Regions from separate parts of the Oryctolagus cuniculus genome. Here region 1 is linked to region 2. Evidence: chromatin contacts called from public Hi-C data. All regions are on one chromosome and are shown on one strand. Each heading gives the region's core, a stretch centred on a gene start, on an enhancer-like site or on the middle of the called end of the contact. The rest is flanking DNA. Distances are from core to core; before and after follow the strand shown. Region 1 overlaps LOC100344331 (mitochondrial adenyl nucleotide antiporter SLC25A24). Region 2 holds the start of EEIG2 (EEIG family member 2).

Region 1 (4,581 bases), core at 883-3,382, 41 kb before region 2:
TCCACCTACAGCGCTGGCACACCGGGTTCTAGTCCCAGTTGGGGCACCGGATTCTGTCCTGGTTGCTCCTCTTCCAGTCCAGCTCTCTGCCGTGGCCTGGGAAGGCAGTGGAGGATGGCCCAAGTCCTTGGGCCCTGCACCAGCATGGGAGACCAGGAGGAAGCACCTGGCTCCTGCCTTCAGATCGGCACAGCGCACCAGAGATCTCCTATCTACTGGTTCATTCTTCAAATGATCATAGCAGCTTGGGCTGAGCCAAGCTGAAGCCGGGAGCTGGGAACTCAATCCAGTTCTGCCACATGGGTAGCAGGAACCCAATTGCTTGAGCCATCACCTCTGCCTCCCAGGATCCACATTAGCAGAAATCGGAATTAGGAGCAGGACAGTACTCAAATCCAGGTGCTCCCATATGGAATATATGCATTTTAACTGGTATCTTATAGCCAGCAGGCCATAAACCTGTCTTTCCTTGTACTTTTCTTTTTAAGATTTTTTTTTTTTTGACAGGCAGAGCTATAAACAGAGAGAGGGAAGGACAGAGAGAAAGGTCTTCCAGCTGCTTAGTTCACTCCCCAAATGGCCGCAACAGCCAGAGCTGAGCTGATCTGAATCCAGGAGCCAGGAGCTTCTCCAGGGTCTTCCACGTAGGTTCAGGGGCCCAAGCACTTGGGCCATTTCTGACTGATTTACCAGATCATAAGCAGAAAGCTGGATCAGAAGAGGAACATCTGGGATACAAACCAAACCAGTACCCATATGGGATGCCAGTGCCACAGGCAGAGGCTTAGCCTACTATGCCGCAGCACCAGCCCCTCTCCTTGTACTTTTAATATGCCTGAGAAGAAAAAGAAATTGGAAAATCAAGAACCAAAGGACACTAAAGTGACCAGAAAATAACGAACAACAGAAAGAGTGGTACAAGCTGAGATTAGACATGCAGACAGGGATCAAATCATGCATAGCACCATAGGCCATATGAAAGATCCTAGATTTTTTCAAGAGCAATATAAAAGTATATTAGTCAGGACTAACAAAGTTATGCTGCAATAACAAACAACCACCAAATCTCAGTGGCCTATGGGGCAAATATTTCATTCAGACCTGTGTCCATCATAGGTCAGTAGTCCGCTCTGCACCTGGCATTTCTTTTCTTTACTCTAGAGCCAATGCAGCCACTATCTGGAACACTGCTGGTGGCCATGGCAGAAGAAGGGTGAGCTGGAGAAGCACGCTGCACTCTGAAAGCTTCTGCCTGTGGGTGCACACACGATTTCTGTGCACATTTCCTTACCCAAAGCAAGTGACATGCCCTCCTGACCACATGTCCTCCCACAAGGAAGGACACTGAGTACTGCTGAATGATATGGCTGCTATGCCAGGAACCATTTAAGAATTTGGGGCAGCAGAACAACATGATTTAATTCACAATGCGAGAAATCCCTCTAGCTACTGTGTGGAGGCTGGAAGAAAAGGCAAGAACTGGTGTGAGGAGACCAGTTAGATTCATGAGGTGATCAGCCTGAACTGGAGTGGTGGTAGTGGAGAGACAGAACCAGACAGATCATGTGTCTTAAAGGTAGAAATCAAAGAACTTTGTAGGGGCTGGCGCTGTGGCTTAGCGGGTAAAGCTGCCATTTGCAGTGCCAGCATCCCATATGGGTGCCAGTTCGAGTCCTGGGTGCTCCATTTCCGATCCAGCTCTCTGCTATGGCCTGAGAAAGCAGTAGAAGATGGCCTAAGTCCTTGGGCCCCTGCACCCGTGTGGGAGACCCAGAAGAAGCGCCAGGCTTCTGGCTTCAGATTAGCCCAGTTCCAGCTATTGCAGCCATTTGGGGAGTGAACCAGAGGATGGTCGAAGACCTCTCTGTTTCTCTCTCTCTCTCTCTCACTCTGTCCTTCAAATAAATAAAATTAATCTTAAAAAAAAAAAAAAACTTAGTGAAAGATTGGATGAAAGGAGAGAATGGAACCAAAAATAACTTTGAGGTTTCAGGTATGAATGAGACACCACTGTAGATGGAGTTGCCAGTCTGGGATGGAGGGGATAGACTGGGGGTAGGACCAAGGGTTCAGTTTTAGACATGCTAAGTTTGAGATGCCTGTGAGTCAGGCAAGTAGTCAATCTGCATGCACAGCTCAGGAAAGAGGTCTGAGCTGGAAATAGATGTGCAAGTCATTGGTATACACATAGCTCTTAAAGCTCCAGGAGAGAAAAAGTCCACTTCAAGCAGAGAAAGAAGAGGCCTCTAGAAGAAGCTCTGAAGCACTCTGAAAGGCAGATGCCACTTTGAGGCAAACAGCGAACATAGTGCAGTGGGTAAGAGCCCAACCTAAACTCAGGCTTCCTGGACTAAACAACCTTGGAAAAGCCACATCAGTTCTCTGGCTTCACTTTTCTCAGGAGTGCCAGTTTTTTCTGAACTGTGTGTTATGAGGATTAAGTAGGAAAAAATACTCACACAGGGCCTGGCATATAAAAATAATTTCATATATCAAAGTTACTGTTATTTTTACTCAAGGAGACCAAGAAAGAGCTACCAAAGAAATAGGAAAAAACTGAAAAGTGTATTATTAAAGAAATCATGAGAAGGCAATTTTTAGAATGTATTAACTTTTTTTTTTTTTTTTTGACAGGCAGAGTGGACAGTGAGAGAGAGAGACAGAGAGAAAGGTCTTCCTTTGCCGTTGGTTCACCCTCCAATGGCCGCCGCGGCCGGCGCGCTGCGGCCGGCGCACCGCGCTGATCCGATGGCAGGAGCCAGGTACTTCTCCTGGTCTCCCATGGGGTGCAGGGCCCAAGCACCTGGGCCATCCTCCACTGCACTCCCGGGCCATAGCAGAGAGCTGGCCTGGAAGAGGGGCAACCGGGACAGAATCCGGCACCCTGACTGGGACTACAACCCGGTGTGCCGGCGCCGCAAGGTGGAGGATTAGCCTAGTGAGCTGCGGCGCCAGCCGAGTGTATGAACTTTTAATATGCCAAATGATACTAAAAAATTGAGTACAAGAAAAAGCTGAATAGTGTATTTTGGATTATCAACATTTTTGATGAATTGAGGAGTGAGGAACTAATTAAAGACTGAACAGGTTCTCACCTCAAACGCACATAAAAATAAATTCCAAGTGAAGACCTACATGTAAAATGTGAAATCCTAAAACGTTATGAAACAAAACCTAATACATTTGTGAACTTAGTGTAGAAAAGGAGTTCCAAACTAAGACATTAAACAAAAAAATAAACAAACATCAAAGGCCTAGCCCATAAAATACAAATTTGTTAAAATCAAAAACATGCAAAGTACATCATTAAAAAGGTGAAAAAGAAAATCCACAGATAGGACAAAAAGACAATTCTTACAACCAACAAAAGCTAGTATTCAGAAAGTATAAGGAATCTGAAAAATAAGAAAAGAGATAAATGAGCTCCTTGACCCTCCTTTCTATCTTCACTCCCACTTAGATTCAATGATCCATCACCGTAACCAAAACCTTAGATGCTCTGTTCTCCCTGTGCCCCCTTTCATGTCTCTTACTCATTAGGCAAAATCATAACCTGTTTTCAGGTTCAACTTTCCACATTCTCCGCAACTTCAACCCAAAGGCTAATTACAGCTCTAGTCACCCCTCCTCTAATGGAATGGAAAAACAGGCGCAAATTCTGTTGAATATCTGTAGATATGATGGAAAAAATGGTCCCATTCAATGACTTTATTTCTTCAGTGAAGAACGAAGCACTGTGGTGAAGGAATAAGGATGTAAGGATGTGAGGCAAGGGCCGGCATTGTGATGTAGTGGGTAGGGCCTCCGCCTGCAGTGCCATAATCCCATGGGGGCACAGGTGCAAATCCCGCTGCTCAATTTCCGATCCAGCTCCCTGCTGATGTGCCTAGGAAAGCAGTGGAATATGATCTACCCAAGTACTTGGGCCCCTGCACCCACCTGAGGAGACCTGAATGAAGCTCCTGCCTCCTGCTATGGCTGTTGAGGCCATCTAGGGAGTAAACCAGCAAACGGAAGATTTCACTCTGTCTCTCCCTCTCTCTCGGTAACTCTGACTTTCAAATGAATAAATGAATCTTTTAAAAAAATTGAGGCAGAGTCATAAAGACAGACTGTGAAGGCCAGAAGTCTAAAGAGATTAGATGAAGAAGAGCATCATTATTGTAGAGAATAGAAAGGCTGCAACAGAAGAGAAACTGGGTAAGATTTTGGGCCCTGAGAGTACCAATCTGTGTTGTTAATTTATAGGATGTTAGTTTGTGAAATTTATACATCGTGTAGCTAAGAATTGGGCACACAGGGGTGGATGTCTAGCACAGTGGTTAAGATGCTGCTTGAGGAGATTGTGTTGTGGCACAACCGATTAAGCTGGCATATGAGCACCAGTTCTAGTCCCATCTGCTCCACTTCCAAACAGGCTCCCTGCTAATGCTCCTGGGAAAGCAGGGAAAGATGGTCCCAGCCCCTTCAAATAAAATTTTAAAATTAATGAATTTTTTAAAAAGTCTTACATAGCTGTAATGCACCATTACATCAGCAGCTTCCATCAGATTTACCAATATATCAAGCTTTATCCTGCTA
Region 2 (4,808 bases), core at 937-3,436:
CTAGTCCCCAACATAGTGCCTAGCACTCAGTAGGTCAGAATAGCTGAACGTTAGACGACTAAAATTCTCTCTTGACTTCCAGGCCATCTGTTTCTCTGACTCCTTTTCAGAGGTCTTCTCAATCTCTTCTTCCTCAGTCTACCTGTTACATATATTCTTCAGAGGAACTCATTCTCACCCATCTTTTGAGCTTCTCCCTGATATCCAATGCATATGTTCAGTCTTAACCTTTCACCTGAGATACGGCTGCCCCTCTCTCCTGGGAAGCAGTTCAGATAAAGACCCATTTCTCTCTTCCTTTCCCAATCTGCCCTCCTCTTCCAGCTCAGTGAACAGAATTAACTAACGTCCATGCAGGTATCCAAGCTATAAACCAAAGTCCCCGCCTCTTCCTACTGTCTCTTTACCTCCAAACTTTTTGTTTTTTTTTTTAAAGATTTATTTATTTATTTGAAAGAGTTACAGAGAGGCAGTGGCCGAGAGAGAGAGAGAGAGAGGTGTCTTCCATCTATTGGTTCACTCCCCAAATGGCTGCAATGCCAGGAGCAAGGAGCTTCTTCAGGGCCTCCCATGTAGGTGTAAGGTCACCCTCTTCCACTGCTTTCCAGGTCATAGCAGAGAGCTGAATGGGAAATGGAGCACCCGAGACTCAAATTGGCACCCATATGGGATGCCAGCACTACAGGCAGCGGCTTTACCTTCTACGCCACAGCGCCAACCCCCTCCAAACTTCTAAACCTTGACTCTGGATCTTCACAATATGGGGGAACTAAGCAGGGAGTTAGGTGGGAATAAATCAAGCTGGTACATTTTTTTCATAATTTCTGTGTACTCTACATTGTAACTCCACCCTTGACCTGTCAATCCAGAAAGCCCAATTTCCAATGATGCAGCTGTATCTCACCTGGGACCAGATGCCACGTGGAAGTTAAGCTCCACTTGGAAGCCCAGGAAACTCCCAAAAAAGCCCTACACACACTTCACTCCACACAATTTGTATATTCAAATAGGGCCCCACCCCCTATCTCCTAAAAGAGACTGAATATGGGAGTAGTCTTTCTTTTGCTTCTGAGCCGTGTGAATGGGTCTTTCTCTGGCCTCCTCCCCCTGTCTCCTCATAGGCAACCCTCGGGCCCACTCATGACAGGCATCTCTCCACCAGGGGTGGCCCGCGCTCAGGCGTGAATGTATATTCACTCCCTCTCTCTCTTTCAGATAAATCCTGCTCTCACTTGCGCATTGTATGTATGCCTCTGCTTTGAATTCTTACCTTTGTAGGGGGCAAAAACTTGGAATACTGATACTGTAAAATCCTTCAGGGAAGTCGTTGTTTTTTTGATCATTGGGTGTAGCCAGTGACTGACATTTTAGACAATTAAAATATTTTATATGAATGAATAAATGAGAGGATAATCTTTTCAGTCACACTTTCAGAGATTACCACCAGCCAACCTTTGCGTTAAAAGGACAAAAATTCAGTTTAAAAACCAACACATTATGTAACCAACTAAACCACATGATTGCAATAATAGATACTGTACAGGCTCACAGAAGACAGATAATTGCTCTTCGAGGGAGAGGTGGATTTTGTTGTTGTTGTTTTTAAGCCTGCCCTGCAGAATTTGATTTCAGACACTCCAGTTCTCAGCATAGCCACATAAATTCTTAAAAAGAGGATATTATTTGAATTCCTTTTGTACTTTTGTCTCAGGAGACAGGATACAATAAGAACAGACGCCTGTAGCAGCACAGTTCCTGGGACGTGGCAAGACCTCAACACATTTTAATCCCATTCCTTTTCCCGGCCTCATCTGCATCGAAGGCTGGTGAATTTAGAGTACCTGAGGGAAATTTTCGTTTTAGGATTTCCATTGTACTAAAACAATGTTGTGGAGCCTGGTTGCGCCTCCTAACCCAGGTCTCTCAAACCCAAGGGAAAAGAATCACTGGAGAGGGAGGGAGAGGAAAGAGGCGGTGCAGAAGCTGAAAGGAAAGGCGGACAGGAAGCAGTAGAAGGAAGCTTTTTTTGGTTGAGTTTGTCTTTTTTTAACCCCCGAGAGGCGTGACGTGTTAACTGCCGTCGCGGGTTAGCTTCCCCCGCGAAGCGTCCGCCCGCCGCGAATTTCCCCGCCCTCCCTCCCGCTTCCGCCCCAGGCTGCACTGCAGGCCGCGGCCGCTGGGGGCGCCCGAGGCCCCGAGGCGCTGAGGCGGCGGCAGCGGTGGTGGCCGTTCTCCGAGCTTTTCCTCTCCAGGCTCTCAGACGAACGGCGACGGCGGGGAGCTGAGCACCGAAAAGGCGCACCCCTCCCCGGGCGAGCTGCAGCACGAACAGACCCCGCGGGCGGCCGGGGTCCGCGCCGCAGCCGCCGCCTCACTCCGGCCCGGACTGCCGCGAGAGGCGGCGGCGGCGGCCGCCGCCTCGGCCCCGGCCGGCCTGCGGCGCCCCCCGGCCGCGCCCCCGCGCGCAGCTCGCGGCCCCGGCCATGGGGCTGGGCGGATCCGGGGCTCGGCCGAGCTAAGGCGGCGGCGCCTGCCTGCGCGCCCCTTGGGGCCACCCCCGCACCCCGCTCGCCGGCGCCTGGCTCTCATGATGATGAAGAAGAAGAAGTTTAAGTTTAAGGTGGACTTCGAGCTCGAGGAGCTCTCCTCGGTGCCCTTCGTCAATGGGGTCCTCTTCTGCAAGATGCGGCTGCTGGACGGCGGCAGCTTCACGGCCGAGTCCTCCAGGTAAGGCGCCCCCCGCGCCCCCAGCTCTCGCGAGCCGCCCGCCCTCAGGGGCTTGGCGGAAGGGCAGCATCTCGAACCTCGGCGCCTCTGCTCCAGCAGGGCGGCCAGCCTCGGGAGCCCGCCGCCCTCGGCGGGGACCCGTCTGGAATCAGGAGTTATTGATCGGCACGAAGTGCTTTCGCAGATGGGTTCATCCCCATGGCCTTGGCTCCTGCGCTCCTCCCTCGGGATGGCATCTGGTGGCCGCTGTGCCCTCCCAAGTTCACGAGGAATGGGAGCGATGGCCACGGGGAGAGGATGCTTCTGTGTTCTCTTGGTGCAGTGCAACGAGGGGGTTGAGCTGTTGTTACAAACAAAAAATATCGCAGACTGCCCGAGCCTGTGCTTAGCCTAACTGCCTGTCCCTTGTGGGTTAGGCGGGGACTTGGGCGCACACTTCGAGGCCAGGCTTGGCCTGGTCAGGCTTGACTTGAGTCAACTGTTCCTGGCGGGCGACGCAAGTCTCTCTCATCGTGCAGCGGCGCATCCTCCGTGAGTTACCCATCTGGCAGTGGCCACTAGTGGGGCTCGGTGTGGAGGGCTTAGCCTCAGAGGGCCCTGCCCTCATTGAGGAAGGAGCTCACTCCCGGGGAGAGGGGAGGGGGTTGTGAGCAGGTTACAGAATGAGCCAGTGTGGCACTGTCCCTTGAGTAACTTCAGGGCTAGCCACAGGTTGACAGATTACCCCCAAAGGTGTTTTTCTTTCCAAGAAGATTTTCAAAAGCATTTTTTTTAACGTGACCTTTAGAGTTCCTGAGATCAAGGAGGATTAATAGTTAATGTTTATTTTGTCTTCGAATATACTGGGCATAGTCTTCGTTGTTACCCTAAAAAGCCTCTACTTTTATTTGTCATCGTATTAATAATGTACAGGAAATAATGTCAATAAGTTGTGGAATTGGGGCCAGAAGATTGTTGGCAGTGGCATTATGGAAGCCTGTAGATGCCGAAAATATCTCATTGGCTAAGCCAAAGGAGATATGAAACGCTATTGATTCTCAAAATTAAGAAAGTCCTCCACGGATAGCTTTTGTCCTTAAGCTGTGATGATAAATTTGTGGCAATCCAACTAATTAATTATATTATAGTTATTTTTAATGTACCTGACAGTGTAAACTAGAATGGCTCCAGCTCTTAACGACATTGAAGAGCCTAAGGTAGCTGGGCAGTGTCTTGTGGGTGCAGGTGACAGCCTTCCCCTGAGGCCTAGGCAGTTTCCCTGCAGTGTCCCACACCCCAGCTGGGACAGTTAGACCAGTGCTCCTGGACCAGTGGTGACACCTGGTGGTTGGGACACTCCTCCACTACCTCCTTCTTCCTCCCTCCAAATACTGATTTGGCTTATTTCTCACAAGTCCATTATTTCACGGTTGCAGGCATTTATTCAGCAGACACACATGGGCCTTTCAAATGTACTGTTTGATTTAATTCTTGTAGCAGGTCTGTGAGATGGGGATCCCCATTTTGTGGATAAACCGAGGTATAGAAAGCATGACTGATTTCCCCAAGGCTCTCACAGCTGCTAAGTACAGTGCCAAAATTTTGGTACAGGTCTGTCTGACCCCAAAAAGGGTGATGCCAGATAAAGGGAAACAAATGTGTGTTGTGAAGAAGTTTCTGAACAAGAAGCTTCCTAATGGTTTTAATGAGCCAGAGGTGTGATATATGTTTTGAAAGACTTGGAAATGAAAAAGTCAAGTATCCTGATCCCATTCTCTTCCGACTAAAATCTGATTTTAATCCAGATAAATAATATTTTAAAAAATTATTTATTTATTTGAAAGGCAGAGTTACAGAGAAGTAGAGACAGAGAGAGGTTTTCCATCCTCTGGTTCACTTCCCAGATAGTCTTAATGGCCAGAGCTGCGACGATCCGAAGCCAGGAGCCAGGAGCTTCTTCTGGATCTCCCATGTGGGTGCAGGGGCCCAAGGACTTGGGCCATCTTGTACTGCTTTCCCAGACCGTAGCAGAGAGCTGGATCAGAAGTGGAACAGCCGAGACTTGAACCTGCATCCATATGGGGTACTGGCACTGCATCCTG

What was found. Hi-C and Micro-C count contacts between places; a contact is called where the count stands out from the background.
Region 1: a contact with region 2 is called in a Hi-C map of embryonic fibroblasts, with 1.8 times the contacts expected there. The contact joins the enhancer-like site here to the promoter of EEIG2 in region 2. A contact is called at or near these places in 6 of 6 Hi-C or Micro-C datasets (ear pinna, embryonic fibroblasts, liver and 3 more).

What each region holds. Positions count from the first base shown.
Region 1 is chr7:61,916,587-61,921,167 of mOryCun1.1, reverse strand. The region is part of intron 2 of LOC100344331 (mitochondrial adenyl nucleotide antiporter SLC25A24); the gene reads right to left. Among named protein-coding and RNA genes, the nearest start is that of EEIG2, 41 kb to the right of the region's middle. Within about 2 kb of position 2,132, at least 1 of the 8 cell types and tissues checked has an H3K27ac peak or open chromatin away from gene starts, as enhancers often do.
Region 2 is chr7:61,875,315-61,880,122 of mOryCun1.1, reverse strand. It overlaps EEIG2 (EEIG family member 2), which reads left to right and starts at 2,186. Exons shown (of 11, transcript XM_002715816.5): 1 at 2,186-2,727. The coding sequence starts at 2,588.